Linked DNA regions of Pan troglodytes: region 1 is linked to region 2. Evidence: chromatin contacts called from public Hi-C data. All regions are on one chromosome and are shown on one strand. The core of a region is the stretch at or near the end of the contact, and the rest is flanking DNA. Distances in the headings are between cores, read along the strand shown. Region 1 holds the start of SLC12A6 (solute carrier family 12 member 6). Region 2 holds the start of PGBD4 (piggyBac transposable element derived 4).

Region 1 (6,591 bases), core at 3,808-6,307, 240 kb before region 2:
TGTTTCTCCAGTATTACCTCAACGAGCAGGGAGATCGAGTCTATACGCTGAAGGTGAGGAGAGAAAACAGGGTGTAAATAGGCATGGCGAGAAATGTAGATGGGAGGAGTGGGTGAGGTCATACGTGGAGTTACCTAGCTGGGTGCGGGGAACCAGAAAGTCCAGAACCGAGGTGGGGAAGAACCGGGACCGCGCGACTCATTTTTTAATTAAAAGAAAAAATTCTGGCGGGGCGCAGTGGCTCACGCCTGTAATCCTAGCACTTTGGGAGGCCGAGGCGGGTGGATTGCCTTAGCTCAGGAGTTCGCGACCATTCTGGGCAACACGGTGAAACTCCGTTTCTACTAAAATACAAAAAATTAGCCGGGCATGGCGGTGTGCGCCTGTTATCCCAGCTACTCGGGAGGCTGAGACAGGAGAATCGCTTAAACCCGGGAGGCAGAGGTTGCAGTGAGCCGGGATAGCGCCATTGCAGTCACTTTCCCTTTTTTTTTTTTTTTTTTTTTTAAAGACAGGGACTCGCTTTGTTGCCTAGGCTGTAGTGCAGAGGCGCGGTCTCGGCTCACTGCAACCTCCGCCTCCTGGGCTCAAACAATCCTTCTGCCTCAGCCTCCCGAGTAGTTGGGACTACAGGCGTGCGCCACCACACCCGGCTAATTTTTGGTTTTGGGGTTTTTTGTTTGGTTGGTTGGTTTTGTTTGTTTGTTTGTTGTAGAGACGAGGTTTCGCCATATTGCCCAGGCTGGTCTCAAACTTCTGACCTCAAGCCATCCTCCCGCCTCGACCTCCCAAAGTGCCAGGATTACAGGCGTGAGCCACCGCGCTCGGCCTTTTTAAATTTTATATTTCTCTATTTATTTGTACAACTTTTTGAGTTGACCATTGCATCTTCTGTTTTCATGTTTGCCCTTTTTCGCGCTGGCCCCACCCCATTTCATCACTCCTGTACTGACATACATTCTCTGTTCCTGGAGCAGAAATTTGACCCAATGGGACAACAGACCTGCTCAGCCCATCCTGCTCGGTTCTCCCCAGATGACAAATACTCTCGACACCGAATCACCATCAAGAAACGCTTCAAGGTGCTCATGACCCAGCAACCGCGCCCTGTCCTCTGAAGGTCCCTTAAACTGATGTCTTTTCTGCCGCCTGTTACCCCTCGGAGACTCCGTAACCAAACTCTTCGGACTGTGAGCCCTGATGCCTTTTTGCCAGCCATACTCTTTGGCATCCAGTCTCTCGGGGCGATTGATCATGCTTGTGTGAGGCAATCATGGTGGCATCACCCATAAAGGGAACACATTTGACTTTTTTTCTCATATTTTAAATTACTACAAGATTATTAAAGATAAAATTATTTGAAAAACTCTTATTTTGTGAGTTGTTGGAGGAAAGGATTGGCAATATTTTTTTAAAGGGAGGGAGATGATAAAGGAGAGTACCCCAGAGAGTTGCAACAATACCACTTGGAAGAAAAACTTCAGTCCTGCTGTTGCAAGAGTGGTCATGTGCTGTTCATGATAGGAGGGTATTGGGGAAGAAAGATTAAGACTTTCACAGCTGTCAGCATTCACTGAAAAATACCCCTGTTGTCACTTACATAATTTCTTGTCCCTTGAAATAACATTTTGATTAAAAATGGAAGAGTACTTGTAAAAGTAATAGGCATAATATAGACAGAAGTCAGTGAATTGAAAGTCAGAAGACCAGTATTTGCTTTTTGTATAACTTTGAGAAAGTTACTTAACCTGTTTAGTCTGATTTTTCTCCTGATTAACTTATCTTTGAGCTCAAATTGATTTAGTGGTGGGCCTTTCTTTTTTTTTTTTTGAGACAGAGTCTAGATCTGTTGTCCAGGCTGGAGTGCAGGGGTGCAGCCTTGGCTGACTACAACCTCCGTCTCCCAGGTTCAAGCAATTCTCCTGCCTCAGCTTCCCAAGTAACTGGGATTACAGATGCACGCCACCACACCTGGCTAATTTTTGTATTTCTTTTAGTAGTGACAGGGTTTCGCCATGTCGGCCAAGCTGGTCTCAAACTCCTCACCTCAAGTGATCCACCCACCTCAGCCTCCCAAAGTGCTGGGATTACAGGCATGAGTCACCACACCTGGCCTGGGTCTGTCTGTCTTTCTTTCTTTCTTTCTTTCTTTTTTGAGATGGAGTTTTGCTCTTGTACCCCAGGCTGGAGTGCAGTGGCGCCATCTTGGTTCACTGCAACCTCCGCCTCCTGGGTTCAAGCTATTCTCCTGCCTCAGCCTCCCGAGTAGCTAGGACTACAGGCGCACACCACCATACCTGGCTAATTTTTGTATTTTTAGTAGAAACAAGGTTTCACCTTGTTGGTCAGGCTGATATCAAACTCCTGACCTCAAGTAATCCGCCCTTCTCAGCCTCCCAAAGTGCTGGGATTACAGGCATGAGCCACCTTGGCCGGCCTAGTGCTGCGGATTTTAAAATTGCTTTGTGGAGTCTGTATTTTAATTCTGCAATCTTTATTTTCTATGATAAAAATTCTAGATTCCAGAAGCAGATATAACTTAAATTAGCACAGATGTGATTTATGAAGACATGCCCTGGAAATACTTTTTTTTTTTTTTTTTTTTTGAGTCAGGTCTCACTCCTGTGGTCCAGGCAGGAGTGCAGTGATGTGATCACAACTCATTGCAGCCTCTACCTCCCTGTCTCAAGCGGTCCACCCCATTTTTTAATTTTTTATAGAAACGAGGTCTCACTATGTTGCCCAAGCTGGTGTTGCACTCCTGGGCTCAAGCTGTCCTCCTGCCTTGGCCTCCTAAAGTGTTGGGATTACGAGCGTGAGCCACAGTGCCCGGCCAGACTTTGCTTTTCTTGGATCTTGCTATTTGACCATCCCAGCAGAAAAGTTCAGGATAGTTGTGGGTTGCTGAAAAGAAAAAAAAAAAATCTCTCAACTGGAGTCATAATTAATAGAAGACAGATGATTTTGAAATACATTACTGAAACATATAGGAATGGTGAAATGAGATACTTGTTTCCTGTCAAGGAATTTTATTTCTTAGCCTGTTCGCTTACTTGCAGGGTTCTTAACATTGGATCTGAAGGATTTTAAAGAGTTAACTTAGAGAAAGTGGAAATGGGATACTTGTTTCCTGTCGAGCAATTTTATTTCTTAGCTTGTTCACTTACAGGATTGGATATAACATTGGATCTGAAAGATTTTTAAAAGTTATCTTATCCAATTAAGGGGATAATGATTGGAGACACGTTTCTTAAGCACCAAAGTCAGTAAGTGAATTTTGCTACCATTTTTTTAATGTTGGCTGCAGTTCTGCCTTTATCTTACAAAAAAGAAAAAAAAAAAAAAAAGAATTAGCATTGCTCCATGCTACCACCTGTGTAGACTTAAAAGCTTTAACCTGAAAATATTCCTAATGAATATAGAGGAGAGAAAGCAAACTGGCATGAATATAAAAAGGACTTTTTCCATAAGAGATCCCCTGAGGAATGAGGCTTCATTTTGCACCAGAGGCTGTGTCTCCCTGAGAAAATAAAGAGATCCCTGGGGTATTAACGTCTGAGACACACATTTATAGAGCTTGGTTAGTGCTCAGAAACAAGAAAAGTCTTAACAGGGATAGTATATTGGAATTAGGTGGTATATATAAGTAAATGCAGATACAATGGTAGGAAATTGGGTTTCATAAAAATTCTGTTTCTTTATAAAGGAAAAGTCTGAAGTTTGAATGAACGGCAGGCCTGCCTGAGGAAAAAATTGATCCTGCTGAGGCTGGATGAAAGCTGTGGGCCTGAATCAAGAAACCCAGACTTTATAAAGAGTCAAACTTTAGGAGGTTTACACTTTACATTAGGATTTCTCATTTTGTTACCAGGATCTTTTTAACCTTTTTGATCCTTCAATCCTTGAAAGGATTTGGACTTTGTGTGTCATTTGATAAAAGAGAACTTCCGGGAATACAGTTCCCATTACTAGGAGTGCTGCTTAAACATAACCACTTGTGAGGAGCCAAGACCCCAGGCAAAACCAGGGGCCAGTTTCTGGGCCCAGGTGATTGTTAAATTTAGAGGTCTTGATCACAGCTATAGGAAATAGCTTTTCAAACAAAACATTGGTGAGTCAGAATTTATCGAACACCTCCATTTATACATTAAATAAACACTAAGAAAAAATATTCTAGCGACAAACGTAGTGGTGAAAACATGGAATGGATTTGAGAAAATACATCAACGTCTTCTCCAGGTATAAAAAAATGTATTATTTAGTGGAACTTTCAGTCTGACTAGAAAGTGGACATAGCATTTATTAAAAGGACAAGAACAACAACAAAAAATTAAAGTAGGACAAATGTGTTTAAGGTACTTTATAGTTTTATTTTTATTTATTTATTTCTTTGAGACGGAGTTTTGCTCTTGTCCCCCCAGGCTGGAGTGCAATGGTGCGTTCTCGGCTCACTGCAACCTCCGCCTCCCGAGTTCAAGCGATTCTCCTGCCTCAGTCTAAGGAATAGCTGGAATTACAGGCACACGCCACCACGCCCGGCTAATTTTTGAATTTTTGGTAGAGACGGGGTTTCGCTATGCTGGCCAGGCTGGTCTGGAACTCCTGAGCTCAGGTGATCACGCCCGCCTCAGCCTCCCAAAGTGCTAGGATTACAGTCGTGAACCACCGCGCCAGGCCTACTTTATAGTTTTAATTTTTTTTTTTTTTACATAAAAGTGGTTTATTTGTATGTAGACCTCTACATAAAAATTACAATGAGGGTTATTCCCAGGTATAGGAGCGGTGTTTCTGGTTAAAGAAATCATGAATGATGTTTTCAGAGACACTCATGAAAGAGAAATGGCTCCCCGGGTTCTGAGGGTGAGGAGCAGCGCCCGCCCTCTAGGATGCTTCCAGAGTGAGTGTGCAGCACAGCCGGACCAAGGAAAAGGATTATTCCCCTCTTCACGCGGGTCGGGCCGTGCCCTGGACTACAACTCCCGTCGTGCCCCTGGCCACTCGTATTCGGCCCCGCCCCGCCTGCCGTGTCCCGCGGCGAGCGCAGGCGCGCTGCAGTCGGTCACCGCGGGCTGCGGCGGCTGGGCGGGGCTTTCGGGCGCCCGCGGGACGGTTCCGCCCTCTCACTGCAACCCCGGGCTTCTCTTCGCAAGGTTCACCTCGAATGAGGAACAAGCAGGGAGGGAAGGGAAGGGCTGCGGCGGCGCGGGCGCACCCCGTCGGGCCCGGGGCTGGGGGAGGCCAGGTCACGTAACTGCTGCTCTGGCGTCGGGCCGGGGAGGGGGCGCCAGCCCAGGCAGCGCGAACCCTGCGCGCGCCGCGGCTCTGAAACAGTTACCGGCTAGTAAACAACAGCTGCGCGCGCACCCGCATCAGCTGGCGCCGGGATACTGCACCTGCGACCTCCTTCTCCCTCACCCTGCTGCCCAGTCAGGCCAGCCTGCGTGACCGTCTCCTCCTCTACTGGGACCCGGAGGAAGAACGACGAGGGGGTGACCTGCGCCGGGGCGGGGGTAGGGGAGAACGCGCCTCCGGCAAAGGGGGTGGCTCGTCCTGTCACACGCAGGAGAAACCTAGCGAGCGGACCGTGGCTCAGTGGACTAGCTACGACTTGCCACGACTCTGAGCTGCAGTCCGAGGTGTCTTGATCCGCTAACCTCCTCCCAGACCCCGAGGACCTTTCTGCTAGGAGAAGAGCGGGCGCGCCACCCCCACCGACCTCTCGGAGACAGGAATCCGCTCTGCCCCTGCATCCTCCTCTGCTCACCCTTCTGTCAGTAGTGTGGGTTATTTTTCCCGTTATGCATGTGCACCTTTCCAACCAGACCCAAGTGGATTGTCGACATCAAAAACACCGGGTGGCTTTGCATACACCTCCCCCCAGCCAGACCTGTGGGGTATTCACCTGATACACAACAGGTGGCCGGGTGTACACCTTTTTGCAATCTGATCCACGCTATAGTCGCCTGATAAAGGTTTGCCTGCACGCACTTCGCCCAACTAGAACCGTGGGACACTCATCAGATAAAGGACTACCTCGACAGGAAACTGGGGGCTGAGGGGAGGGAGGCTTCATCTGCTGCCCTGAGACCATGGCACTGAGCCTTCAGCCCCGGACCAGAGGGGTTAGCTAGGTAGCTCTTCATTCTGAAGGAAAGAAGTCACACAAGATTGGCATTGTTTTGTCTTTTTGTTTTTTGTTTTTTTCTCTCTTAAAAAATATATTCATCTATTGGTGATGCACTTTCTAGGGCAGTCGGCTTGAATTCTGAGTAGAAGTATTCTTAGTTGGGGCTTTTTGTGTGGTGTGAATCAAGGTTATTGAAATGTGTTATTTTTCAAGTTACCTTTTGTATTGCAGTCAAAAGTAGCTAGCGTAAGAGGAAGATTTTGCGAGGTTCCCCCCACTTTTTTTGTTCTTAAAAAGAACAAAATGCATCCTCCAGAAACCACCACCAAGATGGCTTCAGTTCGGTTCATGGTGACACCGACAAAGATCGATGACATTCCAGGTTTGTCAGACACCAGTCCAGACCTCAGCTCTCGATCTAGTTCCCGAGTAAGATTTAGCTCCCGGGAAAGCGTGCCTGAAAC
Region 2 (7,076 bases), core at 92-2,591:
TCTTTTGCGCTCAGATGGATAAGAAGTAAGCATTTGATCAGCCGAGTCCACTGCTCCCATATTCTCGTTATAATCCACAATGACACGTGGCCTTTTAGTTTTCTTTCCATTTCTATTGTTTACTTCAATCACAGTATCATTGTGGAATGTTGACAACATTGTCACCTCCTTGCCGTCACACCATTTCAGTGCCATAAGTTCACCACAGAATCTGGCTACAGTCGTCCCCTTTGCAATCCTTTTTTTCAGATCATTTGGAATCTGTTTTCTGTTCAAATGAGCTGTCCCAACTGCATCAGTCCTATTTTGATGTAATTCTCTGAAAAGCATGGGAGATATATTAAAGTTATCGAGGAAGACACAATACCCTTGGCCAAGAAGGTCATTGACCAAGGTAAGAACAATGCGTGATGATTTCAGGCCATCGGCTGAATCTTTCAAATTCATGCCAGGCCCTGTGTGAACAAGCGCATTCCACACATAACCAGACTGACTTTCACAAAGTACATATAGCTTCAGACCAAATCGTACTCGTTTTGTCGGGAGGTACTGCTTCATAGCTAATGGCCCCTTGAACAGCATCAGTGATTCATCAACTGCAATGTTTCTGTTTGGAGTATATACAGTTGAGAATTTATTTACAAGAAAGTCGAACACAGGTTTGATCTTCTGCAATGAAATCTGGGCCTTTGATTGACCAGCAGATATAGAAGAATTGTTGACAAAATGCAGGCACCGAAACAAAAGTAAAAATCTTTCACCAGTCATAATTTGCCTGAGATAAGGTGTATCCAAAAGAGGCCTTGTTGACCAAAACATCTCCAGCTCAGGTTTCTGCACAATACCTTGCAGTAACATTACTGCAAAAAAGACTTTGAGCTCGTCATTGTCAGTGTCTTTCCATTTATCCATTCGCGAAAATCCTTTCGGACCCGGTGGCTTTGAAGCCAACAAGGCAGCTTGGGCATTTGTTTCTCTAGTAATTTTTGAAACTAATTCCTCAGTAAAGAACAGTTCAAAATACTGCAATGGGTCAGTGATATCACTGACATCGACTTTTCTGCCAGGTGTGCCGGTAAAGTCATACCTTTGACGTGGAATCATAGCACGAGCTGACCATTTCATGGAGCGCCCTGAGTCACTTGATGTAGAGCTCTTTCCATCAGATTCTAAATGGGACAGAGGCCTGATCTTATCGTCTTCTAAAGCACTATCCGAAAAATTATCAGAATCATCTATTTCCGAAAAATCAGATTCATCAAATGAATCTTCAGCCAACAACTGTTCGAGACCGGTATTACTATCACGCATAGGAATGCTACGTTTTCTAGGATTTGACATTTCAGCGATCGAGAATTACTATATTTTGTAGATGGAAATACCACTACTAAAAACAGAATGCTATAAATAGAATGATGTCTTTTGTTTCAAAAGTCAATATACCAGAACCATGCGAAAATAACAGAAACGAGATATTTCGTGGCAAACTTTGGGAGTAAGGTTGGCACTGTAATCCACGAGTTATCTCGGCGTAAACGCTGCAGTCGCAGGCACAGCAGCGCGTAATCTCGGGGCTAAGGAGAAAGGGGTTAAACGCACACAGACAGAAGAAGCCTTTCATCTCATACGTCTTGGGGAGTCTCTAGAAGTTTTTTGAAAGGTCTCTTCTGGATGGTGTTTCTCCCGAAGCCAGTCTCGTCATCTTTTACTCCCGTGAGGTCCTTGGCCTCCGTGGCTGCCGCAGCAACACACACTTGACTTTCACTTCATGGGCAGTCCGCTTCATAGGCACTTGACACATGCTCTGTGCGCCGTCTTCCAATCCAGAGTGCCGGGAGCTAAGGGCAGTACTTCCGCCTTACTTCCGCCTCGCTAGTCGATCGGCCATCATCTCTTCCCTCTGGTTGGATCCCACAGCTTATGACAGAAACGGGCGCGCAGTGATGACAACATCAAGCCGCCAGCGGCGGCGGTGGCGGCCGGGAGACTGGGAGGGCTTCCGGGGCTGCCGGTCTGAGTGCAGAGCTGCTGTCATGGCGGCCGCTCTGTGGGGCTTCTTTCCCGTCCTGCTGCTGCTGCTGCTATCGGGGGATGTCCAGAGCTCGGAGGTGCCCGGGGCTGCTGCTGAGGGATCGGGAGGGAGTGGGGTCGGCATAGGAGATCGCTTCAAGATTGAGGGGCGTGCAGTTGTTCCAGGGGTGAAGCCTCAGGACTGGATCTCGGCGGCCCGAGTGCTGGTAGACGGAGAAGAGCACGTCGGTTTCCTTAAGTGAGCATCCTGAGGGCAGCGGGAAAAAGGCTGGGATGGAGGCCGGACAGGGACCCCACCAGGAGAGTTAAGCGTCAGGACGGGACAACATCGCTGTCTCAGACTGAAGGGGAGGGTGCCGCTAACGGTCTATGCCGGGAGACCTTGGGAGGCAGTCGGATGCTTTCCCTTTCCTGGTCCTGTACCTCTGGAATGAGCATGGCAGGCGCTCACCCCCTGCCCTGGTCAGAGCTTGGAGTCAGTTATTTCCAACCTTATTTTGGCCCCATGTGGGGACGATCATTCCTGGGCCCTGGGGACAGGTGGACCCTTATTAGTCTCTTGTTGGATTCTTTTATATCTCATCTGGTTTCCCTAGAACCTAGTCGTTTTTTGCATTCACTTCAGTCTTTTGGTAGCTTGTTATTATGTAGAAAGATGCGACACAAGTGGGAATTCTCAAAACCCAAAGGGCTTCTAGTGACGACATAGACTGGGAGGCTAATGTTACTGCTTCTAAAATTAATAGGCTCTGAAATCCCTAATCAAAGCACTTTTTTTTTTTTTTTTTTTGCTTGGGGGTGGGATTGTTGTTCTTTTTTACAGTTGAATTCATCGAGAGATTTGCTATATCACACTTGTCATTTATGTGAGACTAGGGTTCCTCTACATTGCTTTCTTGCTTCTGTCCTTTCATGCTATTAGTGGAAGTGGGTTTTCTGTCTATATTAAAAGACAGGACGAATTTGTTAGCACTAGTTTTGCAGCAGCCTGCTTTTGAAATGTCTAGGCACGCGTATGTTGTTTTAAATCTTTCCACCCTTACTTGGAGGTGAAACTGTAAACTGAAAGCAAATAATTAGGAAGTATTTCCTTTGGTGGGTTCGTACACCAGCAAATGGTATCTGAAAATCAGACAACTTAAATGTAGACATTTAAATCCAAATCTGATTTACATATTTGTTCAGATCATCTAAGTGCCCTTGAGTGGTTATTCAACCTCAGATTAATAAATAGTGACAAATTTACAACCAGTATTTTACTGCTGTCTGTCATTAAGAATCTGGCATTAGGGCATTCGTTAGAGTTTACCCTAATTAATGATGTTTTAATGATAAAGTTCTCATTAAGCTTTAGGAATAAGCCTTAATTGACCATTTGGCCACTCTTCTGTATACAGTTCTTTTAAAAAGCATTTAATTTCTGTTTAAAAATAGTATATTAGAAACAAAGTAGGAAAACAACCCTTAATGTTTCATTGTATCTTTCTTTTTATTTTTTTGAGACAAGGTCTTTTTCTGTTACTCAGCCTGGAGTGCAGTGGCGAGATCATAGTTCATGGCAGCTTCGAACTTCTGTACTCAAGTGATCCTCCTGTCTCAGCCTCCTGAGTAGATAGGACTACAGGCGGACGCCATCATGTCCAGCTAATTTTTTAATTTTTTGTAGAGACAGGGTCTTGCTATGTTGCCCGGTGTAGTCTCAAACTCCTGGCCTCAAGTGATATTTCTGCCTCAGCCTGTCACATTTTTGGGATTATAGGCGTGAGCCACGGTGCCTGCCATTTTTCCAGCTTCTTTTGGAATCATATGACTTAGGTTTTTACTAGTAAAATACAACATGTAGTAGTTTGTATCCTGCCTTTTTCACTTAATATTTTTGAACAGCTTTTGATACCATTTCATGTTCTTTATTTGTATGTAGAAAGGTTGATGGAGAATTTCCAGGCGCGGTGGCTCATACCTGTAATCTTACTTTGGGAGGCTGAGGTGGAAGGATCGCTTGAGCCCAGGAGTTTCAGACCAGCTGGGGCAACATAGTGGGACCCCATCTCTACAAAAAATAAATAATTAGCCAGGAGTGGTGGTGTGCACCTGTAGTCCAAGCTACTCAGGAGGCTGAGGTGGGAGGATCACTTGAGCCAAGGCGGTTGAGGCTGTAGTGAGCTGTGATCATGCCATTGCATTCCAGCCTGGGCTACAGAGCAAAACCCCGTCTCTCAGGAAAAAAAGAAACATTGATGGAGAATTAATATGAGGAGTTTATGGTGATAATCTTATTGGAAAAGGGGTAGGTAATTTGTATTGTAGCTGTTTTGCATGACTAGCACACAGTTTTGACTTATATTTGTGCTTACTGGAGGTGGCTTAGGACTTAGTTAATGGAGATAAAGGGAATTGGGCCTGAAGACTCCTCATGCCATTTCTTGCTATCATCACAATGTATATAAGCCATAATTTATTTAACCAGTCCTCTGTTTTTGGACAGGTGGTTTTCATGTGTTTTTGTTTGTTTGTTTGTTTACATAGTAATATTATATTCTATACTTTTTTGCACTTTTTATTATAGAAATTTTCAAACATTTATAGAATGGCATTCTACTGTTTTGTTTCATGTCTTTTGTGTACCTCATTAATTTCTTTCTGAAATATTTTTAAATGGTTCTAAGCATAATAGGATTTTACTTGTAAAAGCATTATTATGTATCTCCAAAAAATAAGGACTTAAACAAAAACCACATTACCATTATTGATTCAACAAAATAATCATGCCTTAATATCATCTAACAGTCCCATTTTTATGTTTCCTCAGTTATCTCAACAATATTTTTTATATAATCATTCTTTCAAGTCAGGATCCAATAAGGCCTACATTTTGTAGAGTACATTTTTAAGGATGAATTTTAAATTTTGTATTGCAAACTTTATGTTATTTTTCTCAAGTAAAATATTTACCTTAGGATGATAAATATATTTGCTTTTTCTTTAATTATTTCTGATATTATTTGTGTTCCACTGTCATCAGTTTGTTTTTTTCTGGATCTGAAAATATGTTTTGAAATTGGTTGAGTCAGGGCTGGGTACGGTGGCTCATACCTGTAATCCTAGCACTTTGGGAGGCCGAGGCAGGCGGATCACCAGAGGTCAGGAGTTCGAGACCAGCCTGGCCAACATGGAAAAATCCCGTCTCTACTAAAAGTACAAAAAAAAAAAAAAAAAATCAGCCAGGCATACTGGCGGTAGTCTGTAATCCCAGCTACTAGGGAGGCTGAGGCAGGAGAATCACTTAAACCCAGGAGGCGGAGGTTGCAGTGAGCAGAGATCACCCCACTGCACTCCATCCTGGGTGACAGAGTGAGACTCTGTCTCAAAAAAAAAAAAAAAAAGAAAGAAAGAAATTGGTTCAGTCAGGGTCCCATTAAGAAGTAGAAGATGCACTCAAATTAGAGTAATTCAAGGATAATTTAATGAAGGCATCAAACAGTGTAGTCATGGTGTTGGGAAACAGCCAGATTGTGCAGTACCCTGGAGCTTACAACCTCAAGGTTATTATCACCACCTCTAATCCTGAAGGAAGAGGAGAGTAGAGGTTACTGGAACCTTGAAGGGAAGAAAGGCCTGCATTGAAAGACACAAACCAGTCCCTTAACACAGCCAGTCAGAGGTGGCCTGTCAGTGAGAGGTCTGGAGGGAAAATAGACTAAGCTCATTTTCTTTCCTTCCTCCAGTCTGCAAAGAGGAGAAAGGTAGAGAGTGGATCTAGAGGGCAAATGGAACATGTCCAGGCCAGGCATAAGTTAACTTTTTTACATTTCAATTCTGGCTTAGTGTGCTCTGGAGTGACACTTTTTCATCTTACTTTTTTTTTTTTTTTTGAGACGGAGTCTCGATCTGTCATCCAGGCTGGAGTGCAATAGCACAATCTCGGCTCATTGCAACTTACGCCTCCCAGGTTCAAGTGATTCTCCTGCCCCAGCCTCCTGAGTAGCTGGGACTACAGGCGCATGCCACCACACCCAGCTAATTTTTGTATTTTTAGTAGAGACAGGGTTTCACCGTATTAGTCAGGATGGTCTCGTCATCTTGCTTTTTAGTAACTGTTGTGGATATCATCAGTATCAGTTATTCCTTTAACTATGAAAGAGCCTATGAGGATTTAAGAAGCATTATTTTAATATATTATTATGATATCGGGAATTCTCTGATACAGTTGGTCATTTTAGAACCATTTGTTTTCCTGAAACATAAACCTTTTTTCCCCCCTCGGAATAGTAGTTTCTCATTTTTCAAACAAATTAATTTTGATCTGTGAAATGAAATTATCAGCTCTTGATAGGATGGTTTTCTAAGTCTAGGAAGTTTAGAAGAAATCAGTACGGAAAAGATGGATGTTTTTAACTACATAAACATTTTAAGCTTCTAGTAACCAAAGTAAATGGGAATTATTTATAGCAAATAGAACAAATGGTACTTAAATACCTTTTATTATTTGTTAAAAAGAACAGAAAACCGGCCAGGCGCAGTGGCTCACGCCTGTAATCCCAGCACTTTGGGAGGCCGAGGCGGGCGGATCACGAGGTCAGGAGATTTGAGACCATTCTGGCTAACACGGTGAAACCCCGTCTCTACTAAAAATACAAAAAATTAACCGGGCGTGATGGAGGGGGCCTGTAGTCCCAGCTACTCGGGAGACTGAGGAAGGAGAATGGCGTGAACGCAGGAGGCGGAGCTTGCAGTGAGCCGAGATAGGGCCACTGCACTCCAGCCTGGGCAACAGAGTGAGACTCCGTCTCAAAAAAAAAAAAAAAAAAAAAAAAGAAGAAGAAGAAGAACAGAAAACCAAAAATTGCAGGTTAAAACTAGAACAAAATGCCTTTTTTTTTTTTTTTTTTTTTTTTTTTGGAGATGGAGTTTTTGCTCTGGTTGCCCAGGCTGGACAGCTCACTGCAACCTCTGCCTCCCGGGTTGAAGCAATTCTCCTATCTCAGTCTCCCGAGTAGCTGGGATTACAGGCATGCGCCACCACACCTGGCTAATTTTGTATTTTT

What was found. A called contact is a pair of places that touch in the nucleus more often than the background predicts.
Region 1: a contact with region 2 is called in a Hi-C map of induced pluripotent stem cells, with 1.7 times the contacts expected there. The contact joins the promoter of SLC12A6 here to the promoter of PGBD4 in region 2. A contact is called at or near these places in 2 of 7 Hi-C or Micro-C datasets (blood and induced pluripotent stem cells).

Annotation. Positions count from the first base shown.
Region 1 is chr16:26,262,254-26,268,844 of NHGRI_mPanTro3-v2.0_pri, reverse strand. It overlaps SLC12A6 (solute carrier family 12 member 6), which reads left to right and starts at 5,057. Exons shown (of 26, transcript XR_010151588.1): 1 at 5,057-6,591. It overlaps NOP10 (NOP10 ribonucleoprotein), which reads left to right. Exons shown (of 2, transcript XM_001165824.6): 1 at 1-53; 2 at 978-1,367. The coding sequence ends at 1,118.
Region 2 is chr16:26,022,788-26,029,863 of NHGRI_mPanTro3-v2.0_pri, reverse strand. It overlaps PGBD4 (piggyBac transposable element derived 4), which reads right to left and starts at 1,341. Exons shown (of 1, transcript XM_016927898.3): 1 at 1-1,341. The coding sequence starts at 1,341. It overlaps EMC7 (ER membrane protein complex subunit 7), which reads left to right. Exons shown (of 5, transcript XM_510278.7): 1 at 1-2,269. The coding sequence starts at 1,800.